Regions from separate parts of the Mus musculus genome. Here all the other regions are linked to region 1. Evidence: chromatin contacts called from public Hi-C and HiCAR-type data. All regions are on one chromosome and are shown on one strand. Each heading gives the region's core, a stretch centred on a gene start, on an enhancer-like site or on the middle of the called end of the contact. The rest is flanking DNA. Distances are from core to core; before and after follow the strand shown.

The links. Hi-C and Micro-C count contacts between places; a contact is called where the count stands out from the background. HiCAR-type assays count read pairs that join an accessible place to other places.
Region 2: a Hi-C map of the N1E-115 cell line shows a contact between it and region 1, with 2.2 times the contacts expected there. The contact joins two enhancer-like sites. A contact is called at or near these places in 5 of 39 promoter capture datasets (the 3T3-L1 cell line, hippocampal neurons, liver and 1 more), 5 of 484 Hi-C or Micro-C datasets (the N1E-115 cell line, adipose-derived mesenchymal stem cells, cardiomyocytes and 2 more) and 3 of 115 datasets of contacts at active chromatin or transcription factors (astrocytes, embryonic basal ganglia and heart atrium).
Region 3: a contact with region 1 is called in a HiCAR-type map of astrocytes, with 6 times the contacts expected there. The contact joins two enhancer-like sites. A contact is called at or near these places in 8 of 39 promoter capture datasets (the 3T3-L1 cell line, 3T3-L1-derived adipocytes, embryonic stem cells and 4 more) and 3 of 115 datasets of contacts at active chromatin or transcription factors (astrocytes and embryonic stem cells).

What each region holds. Positions count from the first base shown.
Region 1 is chr2:124,098,691-124,103,560 of GRCm38.p6, reverse strand. It overlaps a transcript of Sema6d not described here. Among named protein-coding and RNA genes, the nearest start is that of 4930517E11Rik, 29 kb to the left of the region's middle. Within about 2 kb of position 2,455, at least 22 of the 459 cell types and tissues checked have an H3K27ac peak or open chromatin away from gene starts, as enhancers often do. A contact at or near this core is called in the N1E-115 cell line and astrocytes, where this site is marked.
Region 2 is chr2:124,464,760-124,469,629 of GRCm38.p6, reverse strand. It overlaps a transcript of Sema6d not described here. Among named protein-coding and RNA genes, the nearest start is that of Sema6d, 190 kb to the left of the region's middle. Within about 2 kb of position 2,344, at least 15 of the 459 cell types and tissues checked have an H3K27ac peak or open chromatin away from gene starts, as enhancers often do. A contact at or near this core is called in the N1E-115 cell line, where this site is marked.
Region 3 is chr2:124,400,091-124,404,960 of GRCm38.p6, reverse strand. It overlaps a transcript of Sema6d not described here. Among named protein-coding and RNA genes, the nearest start is that of 4930583P06Rik, 180 kb to the right of the region's middle. Within about 2 kb of position 2,755, at least 6 of the 459 cell types and tissues checked have an H3K27ac peak or open chromatin away from gene starts, as enhancers often do. A contact at or near this core is called in astrocytes, where this site is marked.

The sequences.
Region 1 (4,870 bases), core at 1,206-3,705:
CTGTTTATAAGGACATTTCCTGGAGGAAATTGTCTTTCCATGGTACATGCACAGTTTCACATGTCATCTTTTCTTCAGCAAGCTAATTTCTGACTTATAGCTGTGGCAGTGGATGGCAGGCAGCCCAATGCATGGTGTTGAACTTGGACTGCTCCCAGTTTTCTTACAGAAGAATAGGAAAAACTTGTTCCCACACAATGAATTTGGAATAAAATTCAAAATATGTAGCAATGGGTGTGTTACAGCATGAACAGAGAAGCATGCATGTCAGTTATATACAGTTCAGAATGGGTACAGGTAAAATGATGCAGGTAAGCCATTGAAAGCCTACTAGATATTATGACTGTGACTACTGTCATGCGAATGTCTCATCAAAAGCTATGGAAGGACCTGCTGGTGCCCTTCACTGGTATCAATAGCCACAACTACTATTAAGAATCCTCAAAACTCTATCCTATAGCAGATAGCTCTTTCATTCAGATCTTAGTCACTACAAAAATCACTAAATGCTCCCATTGGGACATGACTTCTGGATCTTTCTTGGGGGTTTATTGATTAATATACTAGGCTATCCCTACAGTTCTATTCTTGTTTAGTTCACACTGCAGCTTCTCCCAAAACCCTTCAGTTCCCCGAAGATAATCCAGAAGGCATGGTCCTTAGAACTCACCCCTATCCTTTATCCTTTTTCAAGGATAGGGACCTCCTGTCTTTGTGACACCAAGCTTGCTTTTTTCCTGGCACAATGACTTATGGATCCTGGAAAAATATGGCTTTCCAGTTCTCTGTCTCATCTTGTTCACTCTACCAACTGGAAAGGATTACCACCCTCCTGTCTACCCTCAAGTCTTGTTTCTTCGGTTTCTTCTCAGGTTAAATAGACTTAGAAATTTCTTTTCTTTCCATCAAGAGATCAAATATTTTCTGATAAAATGATATTTACAGCTATATAAAAAACTGGTAGGCTGGTGAAGTCCTTCCAGGAATGCATGCACCATCAAAGAAGACTTTGGGCTTGTTGCGAATTAGCCTTCCCTTGCTGATTTTGTTGGAGTCACTAAACCGGAGGCTATGACCAACCAGTCTTGGACTTATTTCAGTCAACTAATCACCTCCTCCCCAAGTTCACATTCTGCCCTAAGATGTCACAAAATGACAAGACACAATTATAATACTTAAATTAAAAATTCACAAAAAGACAGATAGATTAACATCCCAGTCAATGGCTACAACCTAACTTGAAAAGAGAAGTGGAGAGGCCCATCCCTGCCATTCTCCTAATGGTTCACTACACTATCAGCTTTCAGAGACCAAATTCACTGTCGGCTAATGGTGAGTCAGTAAAGCTAGGTTTTTTCCACATCTAGAATCTAAGGTTCTGTATAGAACACAAGCTTATATGCTCTTACAAGCTGCCTTGAGAGAATGTTTTATGGCAGGGGATCAAATCTCACAGGGGTAGAGAACAATGGTTCTCAGAAGTTATCTAGAAGATTCCGTTGAAGATGCTACTAACCATGGCCCAAAGCCAACCACAGGTGACTTATAAGTCTAAACCACTGCAAATCAAAGCGCGAATTTGGCCACACTGACAGAGAAAAGCTTTCTAAACTCGTAAGTGACTTTTTTTTCCCCCTCAACAGTGCTAAGATCTACTATATCCTATTCATGTGTCGTTTTCCAGCATTTAGTATCTGGCACTTTTCCCAGTTACTAAAAATTCTCATGAAAAGAAGCAGCCACACAAATGCAAGCTGACAAGCCTAAGATCCTTTGTTGGTTTTCTTCCATAATTGATATTACATGTATATTTAGAATACACGGACACTGCAGCCCTGTGCCAGCCGCTCATTCTAACGTCTTTCACATTCTCTTGAATTGTGTGCAACTTCAGCAGTTTCTAATCATCTTACTTTTAAATACCTCTGCTTACAATATGAAAAGGCTTACAGCTTCATTTAAATTAAGACATTCCACATAGCTCTGCCTGCATTCTTTCAAAATACTCAGTCAATTAACATAAGCTACCTTCTAGAGAGGATTTGCTTTAAGTCAGGTGGAAAGAAATATTATTTCAGAACCAAAGAAGAACAAAGCCATGAAATAGATAGAAGATCAAATAATGGAATAAATTGTAAGCTTGTTTAAGTTCCTCATATTTTAAGAGAAAGTATATATATGCTTTTAAAGTGTTCTCCTATAGATTGCTTCTGGGCAGATACAGTCTGCCAGGACAGCTCTAAAGGGGACAAAATATCCAAAATATGGCAGCTTTTTTCAATCAAATGACAGCCCAAAAAGTCTCTGCAGATTCCAAAATACTGCAGGCTCAATCACCCTAGGGTGCAGTGAGCTGAAGCGCAGTTCATCATTCCCAGGGAATTAAATGTGCTGAGAAACAGTCCTGAGTCTGGCAATGTTAAAAATGGTTGAAACCAGAGCATGTCTAACAGCGGGGCCAGGCTGCCACCTGGAGGGCGGCAGGAAACACAGCTCCACGAACGCCAGTCTGTTCCCAACAGTCAAAGAGACCCTTCGGGCTGAGCTAAGCCCCCCATTCTGTTTTACTACTTGACAAAAAAGCTGAGCCTTTCTGTCCCATGGCTCATTGATTAGTGGACCACGTGGAGGCAGCGGCACTAGGTGAAGCCAAGTGTGCCACAGTCTTTCCTTCTTTCCAGACTCAAGGCTGGGGAGGCTCACCCTTGAGCACATCTTTTGTCTCATCCACCCACTTTATTGGTCATTGTTGTGGGTCTTATGTGTCATTTTAGAAACAGAAATATCAGGTCACTTTTCAAAATGTCTAGACTCTTCACGAAGCACTACATACAAGGAAAGAGAAAGCCACACCTTCAAGGTGTGTTGTTCACACAAAGTGAGCACTGGGTATTGTGTGGAGCTCCAATTCAGTCAGGATCACACAGAGAAAAAGACAGAAAGAACACCTGCTGTAGGGGGACAATTCTTTAGTGGCTGTTGAAATCCGATGGGTCAAATCCCTAATCCCCATAAAAGTATGATGTACACATGGGTGCTGTGTACAATATTTTTCCAATGTCCATTTTTTTCTTACATAGGAAAATACAGTAACTACCCCATCTTATCACATTGTGGAGGAGACTGAAATTATACTAATCAACAAGTAAAGATGGTATATAACTCTTAATACAAGCTTTTTGAAAATTAGACTTATCCAGATAGGAAAAAGAGGCAGGACACAGAATACCAACTGCCCAACTGCCAAGTCAGGCAAGAGAGAAAACACTGAGTCAGGAGATGCTCCAGGGCAAGCTGTCACCCTGGGCTGTCACCCTGGGCTATCACTGTGGGCTTCACTTCTTTCAGAAGTCTACACCCACCTATTTCCCTTCCTCTGCTTCTTGCTCTTTCTTTTCACAATGTTTGATCATTACTCAAAAGAAAGTATAGTACTTACTTCCAAAATAGTAAAGACATTTGTTTTGGTTTGGGTTTTTAGTTTCAACTAATTCACAACCTAAAAATAATTGTTTGGGGAAATAGGATTCTGGAAATAATTCTACTGTCCTATTGCATTTCCTCCGGGTAACCCAGCAGAGAGAACATTGGGCCTCTGAGAAGATGCAGGTGAGTACCAATTGGTCCCTACTGGATGTGCTGTTAGTCAGAGAGCTGTAGTGACACCTCCTGGCAAGACCAAAAGAGCACTGCCTTCCATAAAACTGTATTGTCACAACTTTATGATCAGAAACAATGAAGAAAATATATTTTCCCACATGTACTGTTCCTTGAAAGAAAAAAAGTCCATCTGTAGAGAGACACAGTCACAATACTCATATCCATGTTTGAATGGCTTCCATTTAAAAAAAAAACAGCTGAGTCCAAGGAAGAATATAGCTATGTTTTTATTTTATGATACCCAATAACTAAAGCTGGTTTTATCTACTCATCTGGGTATTGTGTACACAAAGTAACATTATCTAATGTGAAGCAGTAAAATTCTATAGAACTTATTTTAAAATTATACTTGTGTAGTATTTCTATCTGGGCTCTTTGTTGGTCTGATATTTCTCTTGAATGCCTGGACAGTTACCCCCAGCTACCTCCTGGAAGCATTTTCAATCTAGAATATTCTTTTTCACTGGACATCTTCCACCAAATTCTCTACCTCTTTCAAAATGCACTACCTGTATTTTGAGAAGCACTTTAATGACATACATACCAAAACTAAAATAAAAATAAATATTATTATCAAATTTCTCTCTCTTCTCAGAGCTTGAAAATGTTAATAAAGCTCTAAAAATATACTAGGCATCTTTCCTCCTTCTGTCTCACTTACTCACCCAGCCATATATACTTAGTTATTAACATATGCTTAGGCTCTATGTTAGCTATTAGGAACACACACACACACACACACACACACACCACTACTACCACCACCACCACCTAAAATACCACATGGTAGACATTGACTTTGTATGACAGGTTTTGAATTTTAGTCATCTGATACAAAGAAGCATCAACTGAGACACAAGTCTGAAGTGGTGATGGAGTTTATGAAAGAAATGAATGATAAAAGAATGGCAGAAGTCTGTGGAGAGCAAAGTCAAGGAGGGACTTACAGAAAAGCAGTAGCCAGGGGTCTGTGGCAGCACAGGATTTAATTTTTGTGGAAATCACAAGGGAATCATGAGTGGCAAGATAAAGTTGATGAATATGGTCATACAGATGCCCTCCCCTCAAAATGCAAGAAGACACTTCCAAATGGGTTTGAAGGGACAGGTCTTGACAAATAGCTATGGAATAATAGTCCTTGCATTATTTCAGATCATCACTTGTTTTTTTGAACAACTTCAGAAGATATCTATCGACATCTTCAATTTTA
Region 2 (4,870 bases), core at 1,095-3,594, 370 kb before region 1:
CACCTAGGTCCCTTGCTTTTCTAGTCTTGGGAAAGACTAGATCCAGATGTGGGCAGGCACTAGGAGCCTTCCAGAGCTCAGTGCTGGAAGAACCCATCTGTTAGACAGGAGAGCATTCTGGTCGGTGTGGGCACCTAGCTGCCATCCCTCCTCTCCACGTAATTATGTTTCCGACTTAGAATGTAATCAGTCTACTAAGTCAGATAACAGAGTACAAACTGTTTGGAAAGGTCATCCCAGACAGGTGGATCATGGCACAATCCTCAAGGCTTTGAAAATTGTTTAAATTTGGGGGACATTTTCTAGCAGAACTAAGTAAAAGGTCACATAAAAAAAGCCCCCAAAGAGCTCAGGCCTACTTTTCTCCTTAAAACTCCTCCGATTTAAAGTCTTAGCCTAAGTAAGTGTCTGGGAATGCGAATGTTGTGGTTGGGCTGCTTCGGCTCATCAAGTGAAACAGAGAATATTTTGTTATGATTCTTTACGTCCTCAGTAACTGCACGTCTGATGGAGAGTTGAGTGGAGTGGCAAAGTAATTGCATGGTGAGTACCATATATTTACGACTATTTATGTTTTCTAGATTGGAGTACAGGGTAATTATTTTTGGTCTTATTAAGTACAAATTACCAAGTCATCTTCAGGCACATGTAATTACTACGTGGCAGAGTCACATGCCACTTCCCAAGCAAAATGAACATTTGATTTAACACGAGCAATTTGATGCACATGGTTTTATGAACCCACCAATGCCTGTTTTCTCCACTTTGCAAAAGAGGCCTTTTTTTTTTTCTTATCATGGGGGTATCAAAAGCTGGTAATATTTTTAAAAATGCATATATAGGTAATCCCCAACCTAACCCTAACTTGTCCTAGTGAAGTCTGGTCTCTGTGTTGAAACAAGTATCTTGGCTACTCATATCCTGTCCTCCAAAACTCCTGTGACCACACCTCCTCAGTATCATAAATTGTTCCTTCCAGAACAATTTTCCCCCAAAGCATAAGAGACAGATATTTCCGATAAAAGAATATGTTCCTAGACAGAATACACGCCTTTGTTTGTGGCTGAATTGTCTTGTTATTCTTTCCAGACTGCACTTTAAGAAGTAGCCTCATTCCTCTACTCCTGCTTGTGAAAACACAAGTATTATAATTACACTGAAGTGTAATTATCCATTGGCTACTCCCTGAGTCTTCTGTGGCACACATGCCATCTATACGCAACTTTTCTACATGCTTCAAATTTTAGTGAATATGTGCATTCACACAAAGACACACACACAGACACACAGGCATATATCTGAAGGAATGGCAATAGAAGGCGAATCAGAGGCTAAATAGTTATCTGGCTCATGGTGAGAATAAAGGTAAACTTTCCAATAGTTATTTCCCAAGCATGTACACAGACATTTGACTTGTCTATATACACTACTTAGAAAATCTAGTTGATGCCAGGCTCATTCCCTTATTTTGGATAGCTCAGTGAAACAGACAGCGCCGCAAGACCTGGAGTCACAGGACCTCTGTGTCTCACTAGTCATTCATTAGGAAATCAGGGTAAATTTCTTCCATGACCCACTTTCTTCATCCACACGACATCAGCACCCGTAAAGTCGCTCTGAGGGCTATTTGTAGCGAGAAATAATATCACACATGCAAATTGCTGATAGCACCACTACTGTGTATAAAAGTCTGTACAAATGCAGTTACTATTGATGTATTAAACACCAGATACCACATTTATATTTTCAGCATTTGCATTCTCTCCTTTATACTCATATTGGGGGAAACAAAACTAATGGACACTGTAGATTTCTTTCCTTTCCTACTTAAGAAAATCTAACTAGACTTGCAAGAGTAGAGCATGCTTCGTCTTTGCCAAGGCAGAGAAAAGGTTAACTTCTGACTTCAAGCAGAGCCAGCTGGAGAGGCAGGCAGGCTGTCTTCTCATGACAAGGGAGGGGAAGAGAAGCTAATTTTAGCCACCATTCCTCAGTCATTGTCCAGTTCCTATGTACTCCTCCATGTTCACCCCCATCCACCCTGGACTGTGTGGGTTAAGACTCTTTCCCCAGGGGACCTTCAATCCCAAGATGCAATGAAATAATTCTGAAGTAACCCTTGAATTAAAGATGCTATATCTTAGCTTCAACATATTCTATGCCCCACCCCAAATACCAGCCTTCCATGCCCTGTAAATTATCCTTTCGCTTTTCTTGAAAACACTCATGAAGCCCTGTGACTCTCCTGCCATCTTTTGCTGAAAGGGACTTTTATAGAACTGTGAAATGTGGCTGGAGAAATGGTGAGAAAGTCCAGACACATGTCAGCTTGGTCTTCTAGCAAACAAGAAAAGCCAAGATTAATGGTGATTGCTAGGATGAACCCATAAGCTTTCAGAGCTTTCTTCCCCCTTGCTGCTGAAAGCAAACTATTAGGGCAAAAGGAATGAAAATTATGCAAGCAAAGATTGTATTTTATGAGCCTAGGTTTTCTGTTGTAGAGATTACAAAAAAAGGAAATACATTTGCAAAATGCAAATATTCTTGCTTACTAATATTTATAATTAAGGCACAGATTCTTACTCTGACAAAAACCCTAGCATAGGGAATAGAAGCAAAAACAGAAACACAATTAATCCTTTTGCTGACAGCAGGTTTCTTCTGTAGGCGATAGCAAACCTACATGTGTGCACAAATAGCAAGATATATTTGTGTGGGCACAGCAATTCACATGCACAGAAAATATGTAGGTAGTGAGGACTCAAGAGCAAAAGGGAAGAGTTATATGTTCAGATCTGAAGACCGCATAGGACTTATTTTGTTCTGGATTGATATGTGATGGAAGAAAGAGATGGCATCGTCTGGATGCAAAATTTTAGTGAGGGTTAACCAAACCAGAGAAAACTCAGCTTGAAAGTTTTCCATAGTGCCTAGTGCTGGTCCAAGGAGTATTTGAATTAAAAACAGTGGTTCTCAAACTGTGGGTCGAGACCCCTTTGGCGGTTGAATGATCATTTTGCCATGGTCACCCATGACTATGGAAAAACATAGATATTTATACTATGATTCATAACAGTAGCAAAGTTACAGTAATGAAGTAACAACAAAGGCAATTTTATGGTTGGGGGGGGGTCACCAGGACAGGAAGGACTGTATTGAAGGGTCATGGCATTAGGAGCCACTGAATACAAGCAATCTCAGAATGACCTGGCTATCTTATATCTTAAAAACCTCCCAGTTCAATCCTTGATGGAACAAGAGAATAAATGTCTTCCCAATGGCTTTCCAGGGACCTGGTGACTTTGAACTGAAAAGTTACTCCTCCTGAGTCATGCTCAGGGGGCGGGGTTGTAGGGGGCGGGAGACAGTGTGTTTCTGGGACTCTGATGTCAGATAGTCTAGTTTGGGGATGAATTTGTCATTGGTGGGGTACTGGTGGGAACACTCACCCTACTTTCCTTTGCTCCCTGGACACAGTCACGACCTCCAAAGGTTCTGAGGCTTATCTTGTCCTATATTAGTATCAGTTCTAGGAATGTGTTATCTCATCACCACCCTGGGATTCGACAGGCCAATCTGCTGAGGCCAGCAGCACTTGAATAGTATTACGTCATTTCTGTCTTTCCTAAATTTCAACTTACAGCTGATATCTGTGTCTTTCATCGATAAGTTCCAGATTGTATACACTCTAGGAGTGAATTTTAGTACAACAATAAGTATGGGCAAGGAAACATTCCTGAAAAAAAGTTATGCAAGTCCATTCTGGTTAAATGATAAAGCTATCAGGAACTTGTAATGAAAAGACTACCTCCAGTGAAACATTTTATCACAGGGGAAAAGGTCATGTAATTGTTTCACACAAATACACAGAGCATCCTTTTTATCCTAGTTCCTTATCAAACCAGGCTGAGAAGAACTGGGAGTGCCTAGCATGCTCTTCATGGTCAACTCTGATAGTTGTGTGCCCCTCCTCCAGCTTCTACGTCTTTACAGGTAAGATACTGTGCTTCACTGATTTCTTTTCAAGAATGGCTAGGTGCTACCCCAAAGTCCATCATGACAGAGCACCGCTTCTCCCAGCGCCTCCTGTACTCAGGCTGTCTGCTCTGCTGCCTTTTGTTCCTTGGGCCCCAGGAACCCCCATACAGTGCTTCACTGCTGAGTTCATTAAGGCAGCATTAAATAGCATGTTGACCTGGCTTCCACCTTTTCCCCACCCAATAGCTTTGTATTGGTCTTTGTTTTAGACAGACTGTGTGGTGAAAGGAAGCCATGCACAGTCTGATCCTCTTTCAGCATGCTCAAAAGCATCGGGAGTGGGCAGATTACTACATAATTGATGTGATTAATTTGTCTCAATGAGTGAAATGACAATCGTGTTTCCAACAGCTCAGTGATCTGAACATCGAGGTCTGCTTTCATTCCCTGGGTAGGCGTGGCCTTTCCAACACTAGTTCTAAGTCCTTTCTTCTGCACATACTGCAGCACTGTGTTTTTCATGTGTGACTTTGCAATAAAAGAACTAAGTATTCTTATGATTTTACAATTTAAACCAGGTCCAGTAAGACAAAATAAAGTCAAAAGTCTTTACCGGCATCTACTACTAGTCATGTAGAGAAGCTGGGAATGATCAGAATAGGATCCCTACCTCTCTGCCCAAAAGAACTGAGGTCTATTCAACAACCTTTTCATTTAAACTTGTCATGATTTTTGAGATAGGAAGGATGCAGCTTCCATCTGGGTTGGAGAAAAGTTATGATAGATGGTTTTGAGCGATGTGAATATGGGATTTTTGTTTCAGTGTTTCAAGTTGTTTTCAGTCACACAAGAGGCATGATTTATGACCCAAGAGAGCAATGGGACATATGGA
Region 3 (4,870 bases), core at 1,506-4,005, 300 kb before region 1:
TCTTGACTAGTCCTTCTAATTCCTGAGCTTTTCTTTTCAAACCTACCCTGTTTTATTTCCCTAACAAGCTCTTCATCAGCACAACAAATACGGTGATATCCACAAAAAGAAGGAAGAAATGGCAGAGCATAGCAGTTTCCTGAGCCCTGCTAGTGCCCCAGGATAGTGCACATGGCTCCAAGAGAGAACAATACCCTTTTCAAGTTATTTTGGTTAAAGGATTGTGACCTTGGAGTGACAAATGTCTCAGGCACTGCACCCTTCTTGGTTTAAATACTAGCAGCTCTGTAGCATTGGACACAGCTGTGTAGATGCCGAAGTCTGACTTGAAAGACCTACTTTCTGTTGGATTAGAGGATAAGTGTAGCTATTGTGGTTGCAGCCACTGACTGGATCTACAGCGATGCAAATATGGCAACTGGGGCAATGGGACTCCAGGGGAGTCTGTGCCTCTTCTCAATTGGGGTAGCCTGTCATTCATTACACGCAGTCCTCCGTACAATAACAGCTTCCTGTGTAGAGTCAACATACAGTTTCTCAACCCTGCCCCTCCCTGGCTCACCCTTACTGCCTTTTCATTTCACAAGGGAGACAGCAGGGGCTGCTGGAAGGGAAGCAGGATAGTTAACACCGTGCTCACACTCACACATTTTAGGAGACCTGGGAATGATCATTCCAACATGAGTAAGACAGTCACCAAGGTAATACTCCATCCTTGCATTTTCTTCTAGTCGAAATGACGACTTGATTCCACGTCTTGGAATACCGCCAAGGCTTGTCTTTAAGCCTCGAGCTTTACATGTCCTCTGTTCCTAATTAGCAACTGGGCTAAATTTAGCAAGGTCTCTCTGATGCCACTATAGACACAGAAGGATTCCAAACATCTCACAAGAAGGCAAGAGATTTGGTGGATCTAGGGAAAGAGAAAACAAACCTGATGGTACCCCCTCTGGAGAGAAGATTGAGATGCTTAGGGATTTTGAAGCAAAGTGATAACACTCGGCATTGAAGATATTTAAATTCTGATGTGGGGCTCCCTTGAGACCCAGAATGTGTAGTGCAGTGGTCTAGGGTCACGTTCTCAGAGCTGCCTGGCCCAGGGGATAAAATAAGGAAAAGGAGATTCTTTCTCATGCTTCCTGCTCACTTTTGATTCCCACGGCTATGAGATTCTGAATCCTTTTCTCTGGTGTAGTGTCCAAAGATCCAAATCCCGAGGGCATTTCCATCCTGTTTCCAGAGTCCCCAGGGAACGACGTTGCCCAGTGATGATTCCCCAACTCCTCCTGATCAGTCCCACCGCCTCCCTCTGTTCTCTCTCTCCCGGCAGGTTTTATTTATGAGACTTTCAAAATAACACAAGAGCTTCAAGAAAATCTAATAAAAATTGTGGATATGTATAACCTTGACCTCCAGCCACGGATTATTAGCAACTTGCTGTATGTATTTATTTTCCTTTTATGTGTGAATGGATGTATATGCATGATCTCTGCCATGATTTTGGTTTGGTTGCTAAGCTTTCTGGGAATAAATTAGACATTCTGAACCTTTCTTTGTTTTTTTTTGGGTTTTTTTGTATGCTTATGCTGAGAACATTAACATTGTCTATATAATAAATGAATCATCATTACATATATAGACATGGATGCTGTAGTACTTACTGGTTATTACATAGGACATGTTCACATTACCTCATAGTACCTTTTGTTGGCTTTGTACTTGGACATTGCTTTCTATGAAAGATCTCGGCCAACTATTTTATTAAAGGTATCCATTGCTTTCGCATTTGTGTTGACTTTCATGTTGATTTGTGTTGACTCCTGTCTCATAGGCCATTGGCTGTGGTATAGGCTTAAGAGCCTATTCTGCCCTCACACATACACTGAAGATGCTGCGCATCCTATAGTGTGACACACAGCTGATTGCCTTGCAGTGCCTTCATTCATCCAGACTCATGCCCTTTCCTTCCCCGTGTCTTAGTGCCCTCGTGCTCACAGGTAAAGTTGCCCAGATCCTTTTTTCTGAATTGATTGGTCATTTTCCTGGCCGCTAGTGTGCTCGACCACTGGAAGCCTGCCTTTCCTCCATGCCTCTGCCTGGTGACCTCAGTGTGTCCTAGCTGAGATTACAGCAAAGATACACATTCTCCTCCTAGGGAAAACCTTTCCTGCTCCAGGCCTGCCCCAGCTCACAGCAAGGGAATGCCCAGTCCTCTCCTCAAGTGGAACACAAAAGCAATCAAACTGAAGCAGCTGGAGAAGTTGAGGCTGTGTCTGAGCATGCCTCAGGTAGCCTTTCTCCTTTATTTCATACTGGGAGACTTGTCTGAGGAGACAGTTATATAGACATCATCTCTCTGGTCATGGTGACAGTAGGGGCTAGCTTAGTTTAGAGGCTATGTTAAGACAAGTATTTGGTCTATTTGGTGGTGCATCAAGGCAACATGATATTCTCTAATTAGCTTTATCAAAAATAAAGCTCCGATTTGAATGCTCACCTGTCTGATGTCTGCAGTTGCCTGTTGCTTGCTGTCTTGGAGTGGGGTGGGGGTGGGAGGAAAATGTTTTGTCTTTCTAGGCTGTGGCTCCCTGAATTTTCTAACAGTCTTAAACAAAATAGAGAAATTCAGGTTTTCTTCTTCCCTTACAAGGGGTGGAATGAGTTCTTTTCTGGCTCTGAAATTCTCCACTGGAGAGGGGACAGAGAGAAGGAGTTGGTTGCCTAGGCTGTGGGACAACTCAGGGCTTCTTAGGCAGGGTGGGGGAGGCAAGGTCAGAGGCAGCCAGCCAGGTTCTGCTGTGTCCTGACCAGTAAGCCTGCCTGGAGACTCCATGAAGAATTCAGAAATTGGGAAGGACCACAGCTCTTGAATTCGGGTGCAAAGAAAGTGGCAAAACCCCTCTTTGAAACTCTTTACAGAAAGGGGAAACCTTGGCCCTTTTTCTGCTGAGCCACCAACTGGCAGTATCTCTGATCTCCCAGTGAGCTATTGCTGGGCTGCCACTGAAGGAGAGAGGGCAGGCGTCTACTCAAACTGCCAAGGGCTCCTGCATTTGCCATGGAAACTGAGCCCCACAGGGTCTTGGGAGGTGCTCACATGCCTTTACCAACAGGCACCCGAGATCTGTTTCCTACAACAAAGTCTCTTCCTCAGTCACAGAAAATCGGCCTGGGGTTAGGAGACAATGAGTGGCGGGCTAGAGTTCAAGCTACAGTATATACACGAGGTTGGGATTGTCCACCCTTTTGCTCACATCATAAGGATTTTAAGTGAGCTCAAGTGATGTTTGGCTCCTTTCTGAATGAGGGGAAAACAGAGAAAAGAAGTTTGATCTCAGAGGAAACATGAGGCTTGGATCTCTGGTGTGATGTAATGTGATATATGCACAGGTTGTGTGTGTGTGTGTGTGTTTATGTAATCTTGTATGCAGACAGAAGCAGAGATATTGATGCTGTCTCCTAAGGCAAGCAGTAGTGTTCAAGCCATCTCTCCAGGTCCACAGTCTGAGAACTGCAGCTTTACCTCCACACACAGTGTGAACAAGATGGCTTGCTCTGCTCCTTCCCCACCACTGGAACTGCCAGCAGCCTCGGTGTCTGGGCAGGATTGAATGTATGGCTTGGCCTCTTGTTCCATCTTGAGAGCTGCAACCGTGGAATTTATCACAGTACATGGCACAACTTAAGTGCTTAATAAGAAGGTCAGACATATATGTCCTTCGATCTGAGCGTGAAGCACTAGGGGGTAGAGGTTAACAGCCTGAGGGTAAGACACAGTTCTGTCACTTATTAATTTGATGCCTGGTTAGGTTACTGGACCTCTCTAAGTCTCTTTCTCCTTGATGATAAAGCTGAGATAACAACGAGGGCCATCTTGTGCTGGTGTTGGAGAAGAACACCCTATGACCAAATCATAAAGACTCAGTTCAGGCGAGCACTGAAGTTAGTGCTTTATCAACAGACCTTTACCCTAAGAAAAGTCATTACTGGCCTTTTAAATCACCTGAGAAATTTAACAGGGGCAGAACAGACTCTCAGTGGATCAGCAGTTGACATCATTTTAGATGAGTATGCATGGTAATGCCAAGAACAGGGGTGGCTTTCAAAGTCTTCAGAGGAGACTTCTGAAGCTCTGACAGTTTGGGAAGCTTTTCAACAATCATTTCTCATTTCACACAGTGTCTGCATTAGTTCAGAGTTAAACATTTCCTGTGCTCAATATATAAAAATCTCAGTGCTAGAAAGAACATAATTTGATGCATGAACATTTGACAGATATCCTTGTAAAGCCTTCTACTACTAACAAAACCTTAACAGTATCTTCTTACTCTACCCACTAAATGTTCTGCATTAGACAGATGGGTCAAACCTTTGCTTTTCTCTATGATCCTGAGAAGAGCAGGGCAATGTGTTGGAGAAACCAAACACTGAGATTCAGGAGACCTGGGCTCTAGTTGTGGCTTCTTTAGCAACTAACCCCTGACTGTGGGCACATTGCCCCATCTCTCTAGGTCCACCATTGCTCCTCTATGCTGCCAGTTCTATAAAAGTTGTAAAGTGTGGAAAGAGTAAGAGAATTCTTAGGGTACTCACGCATTTTTAGCAGCATGGCTCATGACAAAGGCACAAGTTGTAGGGAGTGTAGTTTGGGTGTCTCATATGGAGGTTCCTTTCATGAGACAGCTGCTCTGCAGAAGGCCTGACTTTCCAACAGTATTCTGTCCACACATTTAAAAGATAGAGAGGAGATGTTTCTAATGTAAACATTTAGACTTTAGAAGGTATGACTTCCCATATCTGGGCCCATGTCACCAGTTTCTAACATCTAGCACTTGGTCTGAATACATGATAGAACTTCCAGGATCTGCAT